Regions from separate parts of the Zea mays genome. Here region 1 is linked to region 2. A link is a contact called in public Hi-C data. All regions are on one chromosome and are shown on one strand. The core of a region is the stretch at or near the end of the contact, and the rest is flanking DNA. Distances in the headings are between cores, read along the strand shown.

Region 1 (6,217 bases), core at 395-2,894, 160 kb before region 2:
GCCGCTGCTGGCGGATCCAGCGGCGGGGAGGAGTATGGGAGGCGCTGGTGCTGGCGCCCTCCTCTTCTCCGGCGACTAGATGCTGGAGCAGAGATGGTGGAGGTGTGAGGAGTAGGAAAGGGTTGGATCTAGATCTGGGGAGGAGAAGGTCAGCGGCCTAGGGTGACCAGCGGTGAGCAGAGGTGGCCGGCGGGCTGAGCAAGAGGTGACCGGCGGCTGTGGGTGGGAGAGAGGGGAGAGAGAACTAAACCTATCTCTGGTACCAGGTTAGAATGTGGGAAACCCTAAGCAGGGCTGGAAATGTATTAATATAGACAAAGTAGTTGGGCCAAGCACATTACACAAGGGTATACAGTTAATTACATGAGGACTAACCCAAAACCCTAACGAGGTTGCTAACATTTAATCTAACTTTTGACAGCAGATAGCAATAGATAGTCAATTGACAGAGAAGAAATCAAGAAAACATGCACTTATTAGTGGGAATATTTATCATTATGGTGTGTGCATACAAAATAAAAGAGATTCCACATGCAGACCAGCTTTTGCATGGATATCATACAGAAATGGAAATCATACCCTGAGGGTGGTACAGTATAAAAAAAGACATGCTACTCATTTTAAACCTGTGCATGTATCTACTACATTCAGTACGGGCCTACAGAGTGCCCAGCACAGATCCAACATAAGAGTCCAGCTGAACTGGAATGAACTAAACGATCATGGATAGTCATAGGTAACAGAAAATAATCCCTACTCTTATAGTCAGGTAGTTATAACTCATGTCTGGTGTCATCGAATTACTACCAGAGTACCAGCACCACAAGCATCAACACCTAAGATATTCAACAGAATATTCCCAGAGGCGGTTGCAGGGACACCAGCTGCTTAAGCTTTCAAGGTAACAGATCGACACAGAGTTCAGTCAGTTTTGGCATCGGCACTGAAACTACTGAACATCATTTTCGAAAACCGAAAAAGGAGTTTGCAATTGTAACTTATAAAGCTGCAATATATGAAGTATTCATCGTGGGCAGAGCTTAGATCGACCATTAGCATGGGATTACGGCTTCAGGAGTCAATCAAATCACAAAGGTGGATAGAACCAAAACGACATTAAATTCCCTCGCTCCAAACGCCAGCCTGGCAGCGCAAGCAACCGGACCCAAATTTTCTGCTAGAGTGATGGCGAAATTTAACGACAAAGCGAAGCCCACCTCCACGAAGCCGGCGCGGTGACCCCGGAGCCCTGGGGCGTCCACCGCTCGACAGGTGGACGCCTGCTGCAGGATGACGGCGGCGACGGGCGGCCTCTGGCAGACCGGCCCCTGGCCAGCAACGGTGAGGAGGGGGAGGAGGAGGAGCGCCGCCGCCGACGACATGGCCGCGCCCGCCGGAGGAAACCCTAGCAGATCGCGAGCCCGCATGGCGCGAGACGTCGCGAGGCCTCTGGTTCCGAGCGAGCGGAGGGAGGAGGACCCGGCGGGGCCGCGGGGCGCGGTAGTGGGGGTAGGGCAACGGTATGGGAGGAGGGAGGGGAGCCGGAAACGACGGCGAGCTAGCTCGGTCGCCCCGTTTTTCGCTCTCTCCCCGTCTGGTTGTGGGCTTGTGGCAATGTGGCCGTGTGGCACCGCTCGAGAAAAAAAAAAGCGCTGGCTCAGACTTGGCTCCGAGAGCCTCGTGAGTTTAAATGAGTCTAAAACGAACTTTTTTTCTTCCTCACGTGAGGCAAACCTAAGCGGCTCCCAAGGGACTTAATGATATGATGCTGCGATGGAGTGTTTTGCAACATGCCACAATCCAACAAAGTTGTCTTCTTATTCCGGTTCATTGTTAGCATCCTTATTGTTGTCATTGTTTTCTTCCTCCTCTTCATCATCATCATTGTCTTTATCATCACCAAAATCAACGGGGTCATCATCTCCAGGAACAGTGGCTTGAGCTACCGGCACCGGTGGCATTGAAGATGAAGCTCCAGCAGCAAAGGCATGAGAATCTGATAATGGAGTGGGTGTCGCCAGAATCTCCTCAGAGCTGTCCTACAAGATCATACCATTCCTCACTTGAAGGTGGTGCAGCTCCACAGAGACTTCTTCCACCACAACTAGGTAGAAAGGAGCCTGCTGAGGTGGAGGGATACGGTTGATGTTCACACAGGTGGTCTGGAAAGTCCGCACCATCTACAAGAAGAAAGTGTCACCTTAGTAGAATTTTTAAAGAGACAAGATTAATAAAATAAATTTGTAATAGCAAAATAAGCATATTTTAAATAGATTGGGCTTTCTATTTCTAACTAGTCTAACGACCTATAGCCAGCATAGCACTGATACCACTTCTATCACACCCGTTTTAGGGGCAAAACCAAATGCATAGCTGTGATATCCTGGCGCCTGGGATGGTGATATCTTGGCCGAATGCTTAATAGAATTAATAGAGTATCCATACCAACAAGGCGCATCTTTTTTTTCGGAAGTCTATCTCGAAAGAACCTCCAGGTTAAGCATGATTGGCTTGTAGCAATTTGGGATGGGTGACCGACCAGGAAGTTTTCTCGGGTGCGCATGAGTGAGGACAACGTGCGTATAAAAGACTCGTATTAGACCGTGGGGACAATATATGATCCTAGAGAGATGTCAGGAGTACGTATCGCCAGTCCGGGATTGGACGGGGTGTTATAAGTGGTATCAGAGCCAACCCTCATGGTTTTACGGGCGTGTGTGGGCTAGGGATTCGGGTATATGGTGCATGGCACATGTGGGGCCAGAGTGGTCACATGGCATGACATATGACGACACTAGACATACAAACATGGCCAAGAGGGGAGATTCCTGGATTGGGGTTGATCGACGAGGACGTCGGTCTTCTAAGGGGGTGGATTGTGATATCCTCGCCCTAGGATGGTGATATCCTAGCCCAAGGCTTAATAGAATTAATAGAGTATCCATACCAACAAGGTGCATCTTCTTTTTCGGAAGCCTGTCTCGAAAGAACCTCCAGGTTAAGCGTGCTTGGCTTGTAGCAATTTTGGATGTGCGACTGTTGGGGACTTGTTCTCAAATGCTATGAATTAAGAATAAGGCAACACAAAATGTTAAAGGTTAATGTCCTTCGTCCTTCGAAATATTATTTCTTTTAGGATATAATGATCTTCAGACGAAGGTCATGAAGGACATACCTTCATCAACGCGGTATGCCGATATATGTTAACAAAAGAAGAAACATATGAAATATAAGAGATAACATAAACAATCATATAACATTATTAATTCATTCTCATTATATTATCATGGAAAGACAGAAACAATATTGAATTACAAATATACCTTTGGCTTGATAGAAGGCAAAAGTACAAGCGTGATGCATAAGCGAGTACAAGCCAGCGTGAACAGTACGGGGGTACTATTCATCTATTTATAGGCACAGGACGTAGCCTGTGTAAATTTACATTCATGCCTTTTATATTTACTATTGACTTATGGATAAACCAACGAGGACTAAATAGCCTTTTCCCCTTTAGGTCGGTTCCTTTTTCCGCCACTTAGTCGAAGCTCCCTTGCACGTAGCTTCGGAGCAACACTAGCCTTCATCACGACCATGCTCTTCATATTGTATATGCTTTTAACCCGAGTCCGAAGGTACCTGTTCATATGTCACACTTGGAAGACATTGTTTGTTGGGGGCCTTCGGCTTCCGAAGGTCCTCAAGAAACATGATTTAACAATGTTTCTGGAGTAAAGGACATTAACAGGTATCTTAGAACTCGGATCAGAGCCACGGTACGAAGAAGCACAAAGGACACGAAGGTTGGCGCAGAGCCGAAGCTGTGTGTAGAAGAGCTTCGGCATCACGGCGGGAGGGGGAAACCGACTTAAAGATGAAAAGCCAAACTAGACCTTGAAGAATTACTATAGGGTTATTGATAAATGTAAAGGGCATTATTGTAATCTTCCATGGGCTGCGACCCGTATCTATAAATAGGTGAACAGTATCCCTGTACTGTTCACGTGGATTTTGATATTGGCTTTTGCGTCACACTTGTACCTTTACCTTCTCACGAGCGAAAGGTACATTTGTAATTTGATACCATTTCTATTTTCCCATCATAAAAAATGGAAATGATTCAACAATAATACACAACTGTTTATGTTATTTTTTATGTTTTATATGATTCCTTCTTCATTATTGTATTTCATGCTGATGAAGGTATGTCCTTCATAACCTTCGTTCGAAAATCATTATATCCTCAGGGAAATAATGTTTCGAAGGACGAAGGATATTAACATTTAACATTTTGTGTTGCCTTGTTCTTAATTCATAGCACTTGAGAACAAGTCCCCAACATTGTTAAATCATGTTTTTGAGGACCTTCGGAGGACAAAGCCCCCCAACAGTAGCCCCTCACAGTATTAATTTGTTAAGATAACGAATTCAGATTGCGACGTGAACGAAGGCCTTAAGCCGAAGGTCCGAAAAAACACCTTCCCTTTGCTAGAATAGCAATAATCAATGACAGACGGGGCCCTCCACTTTGCAGCACGCTGGGCGTATAAATAAGGACTTGCGACAGCTGCATTTGATACATTGTTTGTGCCATTTGCATTATTTTCTCAATTTTATAGCTCTTGCCCACTAGCGCTTGCTAGTTTTTCAAGCTCTCTGAGCTTTGGTTTAAAAGACGCGTTTTCGCCATTTCTAAAGAAAAAATGTCTCAAGACAAGAAGGTTACTACCGAGACGAAGCTGACTGAAGAGGAGAAGCTTTTTGAGGAGAAGAAAACTGTGGATTATTATATTGCTGGATTTGTCGAGTCGATGGCAAAAACAAATACTGAGAAGATTACTAAAGAAATACTGGAGGGCTTGTCTGAACATACTGGTGACAACGATAACTATGATGTGGAGAGTGGGGACGAAGATTCTGAGGATCGGCCCTGGAGACGAAGTCATTCAATCTTCGGAAAATCGACCATCAAATAGAGTCATCTCAAAAATATGAGGGGAAGGTACTTTCAGGATATGTCTATTGTGAGGGATGGCGGAGACAACAACGTCCATGTCCCTGAGGAGAACGAAGTTGTGATTTTTCGGAGCTTCTTCAAGGCTGGGCTTCGGTTCCCTTTGAGTAAGTTTGTTGTTGAAATGCTGAAGACGTACCAAATCTTCCTTCATCAGATCACCCCCGAAGCCATAATAAGGATGGGGATTTTTGTCTCGGCAGTGAAAAGTCAAGGGCTAGAGCCAAGTGCCAAGTGCTTCTACAATATGCACGAACTACTATATGAGACGAATGACATGGGTAAAGAACAGTACCACAACAACTTTGGTTGTTATTGGTTTATCGCTCGTCCCAATGCAAGCCACCCAGTACCAACATTTCGGAAGAGATGGCCCGGAGCTTGGATGGAAGAATGGTTTATGTGAAAAATGATTTGAAAGCAAGGGAAGATATTAAGGAAGTCATTATGCGCCCCATCTGGTCCCGCTTCGGCCTCCGAAGGCCGAAGGTTGAAATTGATGACGCCATCGAAGCGTGTCAGAGGGCCTTCAGCACTGTTTGCTCTTTTATTGGGACAAGGGATTTAATTCAAGAGCATATAACCTTCAGGGTGTGGCCGCTTGTAGAAAGCTGGGAAATGTCGAAGGAGACCATCACTAACTCTAGCGAAGGTGACTTGATCCGGCTGAAGTATACATTCAGGTTTGGAGATAAGTTTGATGAACCAAATGATGACTGGCTGAAGTGTATCGAAGCTACAAGTGATGAACTGCTTGGAGCGTACTCCAAAAAGGAAGACAATGCCTTGTCCGCAACCTTCGGGGGTCGGAATAAGAAAAGGTTGAACATGGTATTTGATGCTATTAGCTTCGTGTACCCTGACTATTGCTACCCGCTGAGAGGGCAAGGGGTAAAAAGGAAGATTGCTGCTGCTGGAAAAGCTGCTGCTTCGGCCATCACGGCTGAGCCGAAGAGGAAGAAGATGAAGGTTCTGACTCACCAGTCGCGTTACATCGAACCGGCTGTGATACCTGAATTTGGCGAAGGGGCTTCCTCGACCGCCAAAACAAAAGAAACTGCTCTTCCCGTGCAGAGGACTGAAGATCTAGCTACAATGTCGAAGCTACCTTCAGTTGAGCTAACTGAGACAAAGGCTGATAAGGGTAGGGCTAAAGCGTCAAATATTGAAGAAATAAAAGTGCTAGAAATTTTAAGCTCTTCA
Region 2 (6,485 bases), core at 1,391-3,890:
TGAGTTTAATTGTATGATTGTCTTTTAATATCGCAGGATTGTGTTCATTGGATTTGACTACCTGATTGTGTCGATTAAATTTGAGTTCATTTTGTTTGCGAGCTAGAATGAAAAACAAAAATTTTAGTTGCTCAAACAGGATTTACACTGGTTGCCTGCATATATATTGCCAGGATCCTCACGTCGTTGTTTCATATTTCATCCGCACGAATGGTTCTCGACGGCGAGGAGACAACCTCTGAATTTTAGGCCACAACCAACTGTGGTCGAAGGAGCAAGTATTTTTACATACTTCTGCCTGACTCCACTCCAACCTTGCTGGATGCCGCAGTGCGTCGGCTCAGTTGGCGCTCACTATTGATCTGAAAACAACCACCGTGACATGTTTTGGGACACTATCTCTATTGCAAATAATAAAACATACTTATCTTCAAACATTTAGTAACTATGTTAAATAGAAAACGGTCACCATGCATTCACTTATCACCAGAAGGTGCTGCTTCTTAGGCAAAGATACATATTTTAATGTACGTTCATTTCAGGTAACAAAGAAAATTAATTTCTCTTGCATGATGAGACAACAATACAGATGCATCCCTTTTGAATACATATTTATGTTCCATCTATCTTCTTAATTGTAGGTGTACTTGGTAATTAATTGCATTGTATAATAAATTGTAACTGATTCATATCTCTAACTTCGAATTGCAAACTTTTGAACGAATAATACTCAGTTCTGTGTTTTATCATGAAACCAGCGAGGAACAAAGAATAAAAGCAAAAAAGGATTGTCGTTATTTGTATAGAATTGCATTGTTTTGTCAGTACTGATATAATATCTATAATGTGCTTTCCCTAATAGTACCATATTTACATTGAAGTTATAATATTTATTCGAATGTCTTTTAATCAACATATATCTTATTCCTAGATTCTTAGGCTCTTTTGCTCATTCTATTGTGTGCTTTCCCTTTCATATCATGTATTGAAATGATAATATTTATTTTGATGCCATTTACACAGCAAAATATTTCATTCCTAGCTTTCTAACATTTCTTGGTGTAGCCTTGGAACTAGACAAAGGAGAAAATAAAAATTATGTTTCTTTCTTTTTTGCATATGGTCCAATAATGACAAACAATTCATATTATACAACCACCATAATTGTTTCCATACTTATCAGTTAACTGTTTTTTCCTCCTTGATTTACTAAACTTGCTTCATCTCAACCTTTTATATATGCTTCCGGTTATATTCGTCATATGTTACATAGAAAGGTAATATGTTTTCTTCTGTTCATAAATTTTGAAGTTGTGCAATGCTTCAATAGTTCAAATAATAATCATTGTAGTTAAATTTCTTACAAGTATTGTAGATGAACGGAATGGTTAACCCGTATACACTTCTTTAAAATCATTAATTCGTACTTTATAGATACAAAACATATTGTTTTAACAAGTAACACCACATGTCCGTCATGCGGGTACCTCTATATTTGTTACATCTTTATGTGTACCAATATGATTATAGACCATATATGTCCTACAAAATGATGTGCCTCAAGCTGATGCAACACCTCGCAAAATTGCCTTTAAAGTTCCTCTTCGTCTTTATGCAGAAAGAACACTTATATCATTTTATATGTAAGTATCTACTAAATCAACTTATATCACTCATCTAAGCAATTATGATTATTGACAAATACAATTAAATTTAACTTAATTACAATTAAAAACGCGCGCTGGCGTGCGCCAGTTACTAGTTTTAATATAAAGCGCGAGGTCACAATAAATACAAGAAAATATAATACAATAATAAAATTACCATCATGTACTTAAATAAAGCACTTTCAAGTCTAGTAGCATATGACTATAGAATCAATGCATGCATGATGACAGGCTTTTGCATTCTTAGCGTACTCATGTTACTTGACATAGTAAACATAATTAGTGTCCTTCTAATCCTTCTCAAGTTTTCAGGCGAATTATGAATACATGTATCAAAAATAACAATTCATAAAAGCTATAAATATAAACCATAAAAGCTTCAAACAACTCTAAACTATGTAGCATTAGATATATCTTGATTTTACAAAAATAATAAAATTAGTTTTGTAATTTTCTAAGTTAAGATAATTTTATTATGTATTTACAAAGATTAGTTTAGATTTGATATATTTTAAAAAGCACTGTATATTTTATTGATGGTAAAATAATACGGTAATTTTTGGAAACGGCTGAAAGATGGAAAGATATTTAAACCGTTTTTGTTTGGAACAATTGGATCTATACCATTAAAAGATCCAAACTTTAGATATATACCATGGATCTTACATGTCATTGACTCATGTGGACCCACATGTAAGTGAGATAGTAATGGTATGAATCCAAAGTGGTGATCTTTTAATGGTATGGATCCAAATTTCCCTTTTTGTTTTGGTATCGTAATATTTCTATCGATTTTGTTTCCGTTTTCGTTTTTATTTAGCTCTGAATTTTGATAAAGTTTTGAAAACTAATATTATCTTTTTCGTTTTCATCCCAGACACATCAGCTCTCACTGTACGCACGTCACCACAAATTGTGTGTGCCTTGGCGTGTCGTGGAGGCCCCGGGCACGCACGCCGCACAGTGGCATCAGCTCTCAGTGCGCGCACGTCACCACAAATTGTGTGCCTTGTCGTGGAGGCCCCGGGCACGTACGCCGCACAGGGCACACCTGCTCCCTCCGGCCTGCTCTGCTCACTGCTTTGATTCCGCTTCGGCGCTTCGCCGCCTCCGGTTTTCTCTCCGCGCCTCCAGTCTCCAGGGACGCACCACCTCTCCCAAGTCCCAATCTCCCATGGCGGCGCTGGGCACGGCGATCACCCCCGCAGCAGCTACCACGGCGCCGTGCTGCTATAATCGGCATCCGCGGAGCCACATCACGGCGCGCCGTAACCGGGTTGCCTCCGCGAGGAGGCTTGACCTGTGCGCCAGCTCCTCACCTGCCGTCACCGCTCCCGACATACCAGACGAGGCGCTGGTGGTGAGCTCCCCGGACCCGCCCCGCCGCGCTGAAGCATTCCGTCGAGCAGGCGGAGAACCCGCCCACTCAGAAGTCCACACACTCCGCTGAGAAGGCGGCTAGTTAAAAGCATGCTTTCCTTTTCAGGAACCCTTGGTGGCGCCGGCGCCGGAGACGAAGCTCAGGAAGCTGGCGTGTCCAATCTGCTACTACCCCCTGGCGAGCTCGAGCGATCAGTTGGAGTAAGTGGTCTTTCCTCCCCATTTCGTCCCGCATTACCTGACCTGCCACTGCTAACTGGTTATCACGCAGGTTCTCAAATTGATGGTTGTTTGTTCATCTCCAGTGATGCTACCAGTCTCGAATGTCCAACGTGCAAGAAATGCTACCCCAACAAGCAAGATTACTGGGATCTTACAGTGTCAGTTGGTTCGACAGAGTACTCCGAGTCCATGCCAGTGGCAACAGAGTTGTTTAGGTAAAGAGGTTCGTTTGTTTCTTCTGGGATTAGCTGTCCTGCTATGTTTGGGAGCAAGAGGATTAGAGAACATTGGAGGGCTAATATCCTTTTGCTATTCAATTGATTGAATAGTAAGGGGATATTAGTCCCTTCAATCCGCTTCTCCTAGACACATCCCAAATCTAGGTGAAATGAGGAGGCGAGGAAATTAATTAACAGATGAAATTGATCTTCCGTGGCTTAAAATTATAGTGTCTGAAGGACCGGTGAGATGACTAGAGAGAGGTGAATGGGAGCCTATCAAATTTTGCTGCTTAGAACTGGAAATTAAGCACTTAAATTTAATCGAGATGAAGAAATCGCTCAAACCAAAAGCACATTAGCCAACCAGTGATCTCATGATTTTGAAATGTTTTTATGACTCACACGAGACCAAATCGAAAGGCTCGCAAATCGAACACCGAAAAGTCAAAATCGGTTCAAAATGTTAGAATACCCGTTTAGGGCGTTTAGGGTTTGGGGTTTTCCCCGTGTAATTACTATCTCACCCCTCTGTAATGGGACTGGCCCAGTTTACCCACGTCTATTAATACATCACCCAACCCTGTTAGGGTTAGGGTTTTCACCATTCAACACAAAACCGTGTCACTAACTAGTGCTGTTTTCAACAGCTTGAAATTCAGTTTTCGAATGCGAAACTGAACCAAACGGACTCCGATTGAGCTGAAATCTTACACACACTTTGACAAATGAGTTTCCAAGGTCTCCACAAATTTTGAACTCAAATGGATTTATAAATCAATCGCAGATCAGAAAACACATATTAGACTGAGGTTTAGTTGGGGCTTCCAAACAAATTCAGATTGGATCACAACCACAAACTGCTCAAATCAGATGATTGTAGTGGTCTACAGAGTGATCTTTACCTCAAGGCATCTCCAAACAATCTCGAACTCAAGAACTCGATGGTTCTTCCACAAATCGAGAACAAGGGAAGGGAAGAGTCGAAGGCAAAATCAAATAAAAATCTGCAGCATATCAAAACTGAGCACAAGATTTGAACCAACCCTGTGGATGGGTCCGGCCACCCTTCCTTCGAATAATGAGTTGAAGATTACAAGAACATAGATGCGAACAAAACACCTGCGGATCTCCGGCTACACTAGGGAATGAAACTAGGGTATTCTAAACAAAAACCAAATGAACTTAGCCAAAAGAGATGGTTGTCCACAACAACCAACCCATCTATTTAAAGAGAGTTATTTCACTAGTCTAAACTACCCCTAAATACATAAAGCCTATCCACTTAGCCTAGGGTGAAATGGATTATCTCCTGTGGTTTTGATCTGACGGCCACATGCTCCATACGAAGTTGCTTCGCCTCGAGCCCTCGACGCATTCTTCGCGATGATGCCACATGTCGCATTTATTTCTCGTCGAAACCGCACCGCCGAGTTTTGAGGTCCAAACTCAGCAAAACCAGCAGCTGGGTGGTTTTGAGGCCCAACCATTGAAATCGCTGTGAGTAGCGTATTGCATGCGCGTTGGACATGTGTCCCGCCAGTCCTTGACCGCGCTGGTGACACGCTCCGCCCTATCACGTCCTCGCGTCTGTGCGTGTGCTAGGTGTTAGTTAGGTGGTCTGAGTAGTACTCCTCAGTCATGGGTTCGACTTCCAGTGGGAGCGAATTGGTATGGGTGAACCGACTAATGGTGGTCATGTGGGTTGGGTCTCAAAGCACGGGTCAAAGCCCGAACTCCTCATATGGGGTGGCATCCCATTTTATAAGGGATCCATCTTTCATGGTTTTTCTCAGCCGGGCTTCGGTTGAGCTCTTCTTGGTGAAATACTGTGGGGGTAGCCTTCCTCCAGTTTTTTAAAGGTTGCATGTCATACTAGTATAAGTGTTTGCCAAACTGTTTCTTCTGAGGAGCTGGGGACCAAGAATATGAGACTGCAATTGTTAATTAGTTCTACCAGATTATTTCTTAGTCCTTACTGATGATTATTCGAGCAGGACTCCACTGGTATCTTTTCTTTACGAAAGAGGATGGCGCCAAAATTTCATATGGGGTGGTTTCCCAGGCCTAGAAAGAGAGGTCATGCTGCTTAACTATGTTGTATTCATGAGGATGTTCAGGTTGCATTTGTGAACTTTCTGTCTTCCAATCATCTCTGTAAATTTGATTAGTAGTTCCTTTTCCTTTCCTTTCCCCATGAAAAAAATGGTACTCAAGAGCTCTTGAAGAACCTTTGATCATGGTATTTTACTTTTACCGGATCACCTTTTGGGTTGTACATTCTAGAAAAATATGGGCTTGTTGCATCCATGCTTTGCCCATTGCAACTGTTAGGCTGTTGATGATGTGTCACCAGTTTTTTTCCCACATAGCTAAGGCTCTAATGTCAAGCTTTGCTTGACTGTTGACCCTTGACCCTGAATTCAATCCTGGGTTCAGCCAGGTTTGGCTTCCTTAGCAACTTACATATATTTCAGCATTTACATATCATTTGTATGAGCATATACATTTTCAGATTTCTAAACAACATTGCAATGCCTGCAGTTTGAAATGGCAAAAACTTATTTGAAGCCAACAATTGGAGGGACTATTGTTGATGCAAGTTGTGGAAGTGGCCTGTTCTCAAGATTATTTATTAAGAGTGGGCTATATTCTCTTGTTGTGGCACTGGATTTCTCAGAGAATATGTTGAAGCAGTGCAACCAATACATCAAGCAGGAAAACATTTCAGATGAGTATGCCTTTGGTCATTATGTTTAGTTTTGTACCTTATTCATTAGGTTTAGTTTTGTACCCTACTTGTCATGTTTGACTTATTAAGGGCTCGGAGTTTGGGGATTTTGTTTACTTACCATCCATTGGTACTAGAGGTGGTATTCTGGATCATTCTGTGTCAGTCTGTTTTATGAAGGAAAACAGCACCACCTTGTGGTTCTCGGGGGTCTACGGCCCCCATAGAGATGAGGAGAAATTGGCTTTTCTAGAAGAACTTTCTCAG

What was found. A called contact is a pair of places that touch in the nucleus more often than the background predicts.
Region 1: a Hi-C map of ear shows a contact between it and region 2, with 2.6 times the contacts expected there. The contact joins the promoter of LOC606421 here to the promoter of LOC100284057 in region 2. A contact is called at or near these places in 6 of 25 Hi-C or Micro-C datasets (bundle sheath, ear, leaf and 2 more).

The regions. Positions count from the first base shown.
Region 1 is chr1:222,989,021-222,995,237 of Zm-B73-REFERENCE-NAM-5.0, reverse strand. It overlaps LOC606421 (adenosine 5'-phosphosulfate reductase-like 5), which reads right to left and starts at 1,644. Exons shown (of 4, transcript NM_001112296.1): 1 at 1,218-1,644. The coding sequence starts at 1,427.
Region 2 is chr1:222,832,682-222,839,166 of Zm-B73-REFERENCE-NAM-5.0, reverse strand. LOC100284057 reads left to right here and starts at 2,640. Exons shown (of 9, transcript NM_001156955.2): 1 at 2,640-3,027; 2 at 3,154-3,248; 3 at 3,353-3,484; 4 at 5,485-5,566; 5 at 6,032-6,222. The coding sequence starts at 2,842.